Linked DNA regions of Anas platyrhynchos: region 1 is linked to region 2. Evidence: chromatin contacts called from public Hi-C data. All regions are on one chromosome and are shown on one strand. Each heading gives the region's core, a stretch centred on a gene start, on an enhancer-like site or on the middle of the called end of the contact. The rest is flanking DNA. Distances are from core to core; before and after follow the strand shown.

Region 1 (2,700 bases), core at 36-2,535, 49 kb before region 2:
GGCAACTGCAGGGGTGTCACGATTTTCAGCAGCCTAGGGAAGTTTCATGCAGCTCTATGTGTCACTGGGATCAGCATCTCAGTAACCACTCTATGCTCAGCTCCACCACACAGGAGGTTTTGGCTGGCCACACTACATGTTAATGTGTGAGCTTTCACCCAAGCTACACCCCGTTGCAGCAGCTGAGCAGGGAAGCACCTCAGGTACACAGAAATCAGGGTAGGGTGTAGTTAAATTCACCTCAAATAAAAACAGCAAGGTTGTGTGCTTTGCCCTGAGCTAAACAGAGTGCTACCGCTCAGTTACCATAGTGTTGGTCACTGCAGGGATACAACAGGGTTGGAGCAGCAATCAGATTTCCCTTGGGAACACAAAACATAAACATGTTGCACATGTAAACAGAAAACATACATATGTATATATAGACAGAATGAGAATGCGTGTGTACGATAAAAGGTAATAATTCCCTAAGAGACACGCCTGGTAGTGGTATGTCAAGGGTAATACCTTCTTCAGCAGAGAAACTTAATGCTGAAGCTCTCCCTGTGGCACAAAACACACGATTGGTTTGTGTGTGAAGTATTGCCTTCTTAGTAATTATCAGAAAAAGCTGACCAGCAGCCCTACACACTGTGGAACAGTCTCTAAGGAGAGAGGTAGGGAGGGACACGGTTTTAGGGTAAACCGAGTCATGCCTTGAGAACTGCATGGACAGGACAGCACAAGCTGAAGGAGACCCCTTTCTCTGCTGGTGCTGTGGCCATGTCACACAGCAAGGCATCCTCACACAGACTGGAGTTGGTACAATGCGTAGGGACCAAGCTAGGGACAGCTTGGAGAGTCTTACCGCTCCACAGACAGTCACAGCACTGAAATATGAATGCATTACACATAAGAAATGAAACAAATCCAAATCTGTGTCAGGAGATGATTTTCTAGGGCTCCCATTGTGCCCAAACTTATGGAGCAAAGCCTTCATTTCCAGTTCTATCCAAAAATCACTGAAGCAAAACACAGCCTTTCACTGCTTCAGAAGACTTTGGAGCAGCACTTTCTGTGTTACAGAGGGAAAAATTGTTATAAAGGAAAATAAATACTTTATGTTAATTATATAAAGTATTTTCAGTATCCCTTAAAATGGGCAGGCTTACCTGCAAGCTGTCAGAGTATTTAGGTAGTAGTTAAAATTCAGAAGATATTTCATTCATTCACATAACAGCAGGGCAGTTTCATCTTCTTTCATTGTCCCACAAACATGTTGCGCTGCACAGAACACTTGTACTCATTATTTCTGCAAAATTAAATGCCAGATTAGCTTTCAGCAGGAGGCATGGTTGAGAAATTCAGGAAGGACTGGTGAAGCTGGAAGCGAGCAGAGCATCGTTCCTACCCAGAGTAAAACAGTTGAGTCTTAGTTTAGTTTTGATGCAACAGAGCGCTCAGATAAAAGCATGAATTAAAGAAAATTAGCACAAAAGGACTTAGACACTGATATCAGGCTGATATGAAGGTTGTCCTACGGGCTACCTCCAAGCAACCCTGAGCAGTAGGAGTGCGTTCTCAGCACCTCTCCTGCTGTGCCCCGTGTCTATCCAGGCTGAGAGCCACCTTGGCTGGGGTCATGCACCCAGGCAGCTGCCAGCTGAACAGGACATGCCATCAGGCACTCCTGGGGTGTCAGATGAAGGACAAGGGCCATGCACACCAGCAGAGGTGGGAGGCGGCTGCCATGGACTGGCTGTCGGCAGCCCGTGACTCCTCCAGTCCTGAAGGCATGTTGACACCAAAACAGGGAGGCAAGGACGGCAAGTGTGTCCTTTTGGGCTGGCCTGCACTCCTCTGCAGCTCAGGGAGGTCTTTCTCCAGGGGAGCCCCTTGGTGCCTGCATCCTTCTGTGCCTACATGCAAATACCTGCAAAGGAGCAGAGCACCAGGGAGGACAGCAAGGGGGACACTGGTCAAGGCTGAAACCTCATATGTTTTGCTCCTGAGCTTTTTCTTAAACAAAGGGAAACCAAATGTTTCTCAGGGTTTTTTAATTATTATTATTTTTATTTTTATACCAGCACCCCCATCACATCCCATTCACTGCAGTTCCCACTGGAAGCCTGTCATGCCACTGCTTGCTGACTTTAGCAGTGTGGATGGAAGAAAAAATTTTAGATACTGCCCATCCTACTCAGATGGTTGCCACAGATGCCTTCTCCCTCACCTCCCACAGGAGAGCTGACCATCCCAGGCGGGCTCCAGATGCCTTTATTTCCACATCAACACCCAGAATCATTTCTGGCCGTGGTGGAGAGCACCAACAACCTGTTTTCCCCACAGAGTCCACCTCTGACAGAGGCTTTCTTCCTGATTTAATGCCTGAAGCTTTCTTTGGGAAGGACATTGTGATGGGTCACAGCCAGGGGCACGCAGAGCCAACAGCCTGTGGAACTGCAGCGATGTGTGGTGCTCATCAGACCAAGCCACCACCAGAAGCACTTCAACAGCTCTTTTAGCCCATCTCTGCAGGATCAAGCAGAGACTCAGGCGACAGAAGTTGCCTGAGGACCCCTCTGGGAAGGTCTGGATCCAGAGGGCTTTCTCCCTCAGGCTGCAGCAGGCCCTGGGGAGAAACCTCCAGGTTTGACCTTCAGGGGCCCTCCCCCTGCTGCCTCAGCGCCCGTACCCACCTCCTGCTGGGGCTGTTTTGCT
Region 2 (2,763 bases), core at 69-2,568:
ACATGAAATGTTACAAAAATGACAGGATAAAGAAACTACAGAAAAAAATGTTTTCAAATCTATTTAAATGCAGCAAGGAAGAGGGAATCGGTATTCTTAACACTAATATGGGTTGAAGATGTAAATAAGCAGTCTGATCTAGTGTTGTTTAAAGCTATTAAACATCGCAAACTTCCTTCTACAATCAAAGATGAACAGCACCAAATGCTTCTCTGTATTCCCAGGGCACTATACCATAGGGTAGTGTGAATTCACTGTAGTAATTGCATTACTCTCATGATACACCAGTAATTATAATTATTTGCATTGCTTGCTAGAGTCTTCTTAACTTTTTTTTTTTTTTTTTACTCTGCTTCTACTACTCTATCCAAGATATGGACTACTATTTCCTCCAACAGCGATCATTCATCCATACTGTCTGCAGTAACTATTCCTTCAGATACTTAAAATATCTATCAATTTACCAATAAACAAGAACTTAGAAATACTGAAGTCTGTTCACCTTTCTCATTCAGTCTCATCTTCCTATTCAGCTCATTCTTTTCATATCATTCCCATTCGCTATGCACATACGTATATATGCTCCATCTTTTGCTTATATTGCTCCCCTTCAACATAAAATCATTTTGCATCACAGCCATGTATTGTCTGGAAAGTATGAATACAAATTATATATGCAATTCAACAACAATAATGGACATCTGAATCAAGGCACAGTAACTCATTGATCAATAAAACACATTAGAAGATCATACAGAAGAGTTCTTTCTTTATTGCCTCCCTGAAAATACTGAGAGAAAACCCATTTGTATTTCAAGGTCTTTTTGTGCTGTTCACACAATTTACCTATAAAATATAAAATACATGATGAAACTAACTTGTGCCATAAGCACAAATTCTTTCTTGGCCTTTAAAAAATATTAAGCATCACTGGGAAATGTTTAGAGATCGCTCATTGCTCCTGGTTGGTTTATGACTTTTGTTTTAAAACTAGTTAAAAAGGTTTCTAAATAGATTTAAATACCTTCACGTGATAACCATTGATCTCCGTATAAGAAGGGTTTGTATACTGGCAGTTCAATATATAATCTCTTATATGGGATACTCTCTTGCTACTCTTATGACTCTGTTAGAGCCTGCATTCCTACAGCAAGCCTTGTCTCAAAAAAGTAGGGTTTTGAGATCTGAGAGCCAAAGAAGGGCTTGTATGTGCAAAACACACAAAATTTTCTCATGCTGGAGCAGTACGTCATCGTATAAATTGTATTTCACATTTGTCATCACAGCAGCACTTCTGTCAGCTGTCACCATTACTGGGAATAGCTCAAGCAGTTGAGCAAATGTGTCCTTGTGGAGAAGAAACATGCTTATAGTTGCAGGGGTTTCTACCATCAAGCCTGAGAAAAAGGGTGCACAGTATAGATGATGCTGGCACAGAAAATCAGAAAAAGATAGTGTACATCATCTGGTCCCCCTTTCCTTCTCTGAGAAGTCAAAACCATGATTTCCTGCCCACCACCACATCACAGATATAAGAAGGAATGCCATGAAAAGCACTACCTCAGGAATTCTGCCCCTGGCACAGGATTAGAAACAAATGAATAAAGAAAACTCCAGATTTCCAAAAATTCTTAAAAGCCTTGAATTCTTAAGACACCTGTTCTGAAATATTTTATTTTAAAGACAGATGCTTTTCATGGGTTTTCATCATCCCCATTCTTCTCCTTCGTGCATTTCCTGCTGCCACATTAATACTCCCATGACAGCTCAGTGAATTTCACAAAACACGAGAGAAAGCATGTTGCTGAGAGCCCCTAATTCCGAGTGCATCTATGCCCATAGGCTGCTAAGGTAACTGCTGTAATACGCAGAGTTTTGTGTCTGAATCGTACATAGTTTTAGCTTTCCTCCTAACACAGAAATGCTGCAGGGTGGATAGTACGAAGCAGGCTTTGGTGAGGTTCCTTTGCACACTAGTTAGATGAAAGTGTCAGGAATAAGTCAGAAAATGATCATCAACTTTATAAAATAGAGGTGACTGCTGAGTCTCAGTTCCAACAGTTTCATTTCCATATGATATGTCAAAAAATTACTTCTCAAAGGCCACATAAGCAAGTCTGGTATCAACTGCAATCTCTAACAGGTAGCAGAGCATGTCAAAAAATTACAAATTAAAAAAAAAATTCCCAATTTGTGAGGCAAGAAAATACGTTCATAATGTGTCTCTCACTGTCTGGACAGGGTACATACACAAGACAGTCCAGAAACACTTTCTCAAATAGTGAGAAAATTGCTGACAAACTTTAAGACAGAACATAGATTAGCAATTTCAGTGTTTGTGCTGGCATTTTGTTAGGCACAGTGAGCAAAGATAATCCCGTGGTCTTATAACTCAAGACGCATTTATAAATCTAAAGAGCGCTTAATGCAGACAGAATGAAAGCACATTAATATACACTGTAGAAATAATCTGCTTGCTAGAATGAAGCTACAGTTTCTTTTCCCTTCTTCCTTGTTGTGCCCCATTATCCATGACTATCGTAAAACTAAGGTAAATCTGTTTCTCGCCCAGAGATCCTTTCAAACGATGTTGCCATTTCATGCAGGCACCTGTAATTTGAGGAGATAAAGTATACAAACAAATCACCTAGCCTGTCAGCTCTGGCTATAAAAGCCTTCCATTCACACTGTCATTTTGCTACAATCACAATGTGAATTGCAAGCCATTTAGCGCAATTTCTTGCTGTTCTGCAACAAGTGAGT

The links. Hi-C and Micro-C count contacts between places; a contact is called where the count stands out from the background.
Region 1: a contact with region 2 is called in a Hi-C map of skeletal muscle, with 1.8 times the contacts expected there. The contact joins the promoter of ATP6V0A4 here to the enhancer-like site in region 2. A contact is called at or near these places in 2 of 8 Hi-C or Micro-C datasets (F5 follicle and skeletal muscle).

What each region holds. Positions count from the first base shown.
Region 1 is chr1:59,708,790-59,711,489 of IASCAAS_PekinDuck_T2T, reverse strand. It overlaps ATP6V0A4 (ATPase H+ transporting V0 subunit a4), which reads right to left and starts at 1,285. Exons shown (of 21, transcript XM_038181139.2): 1 at 1,152-1,285. TMEM213 (transmembrane protein 213) reads left to right here and starts at 2,436. Exons shown (of 3, transcript XM_021273720.4): 1 at 2,436-2,700.
Region 2 is chr1:59,659,711-59,662,473 of IASCAAS_PekinDuck_T2T, reverse strand. The region is part of intron 10 of KIAA1549 (KIAA1549 ortholog); the gene reads right to left. Among named protein-coding and RNA genes, the nearest start is that of TMEM213, 48 kb to the left of the region's middle. Within about 2 kb of position 1,318, at least 1 of the 8 cell types and tissues checked has an H3K27ac peak or open chromatin away from gene starts, as enhancers often do.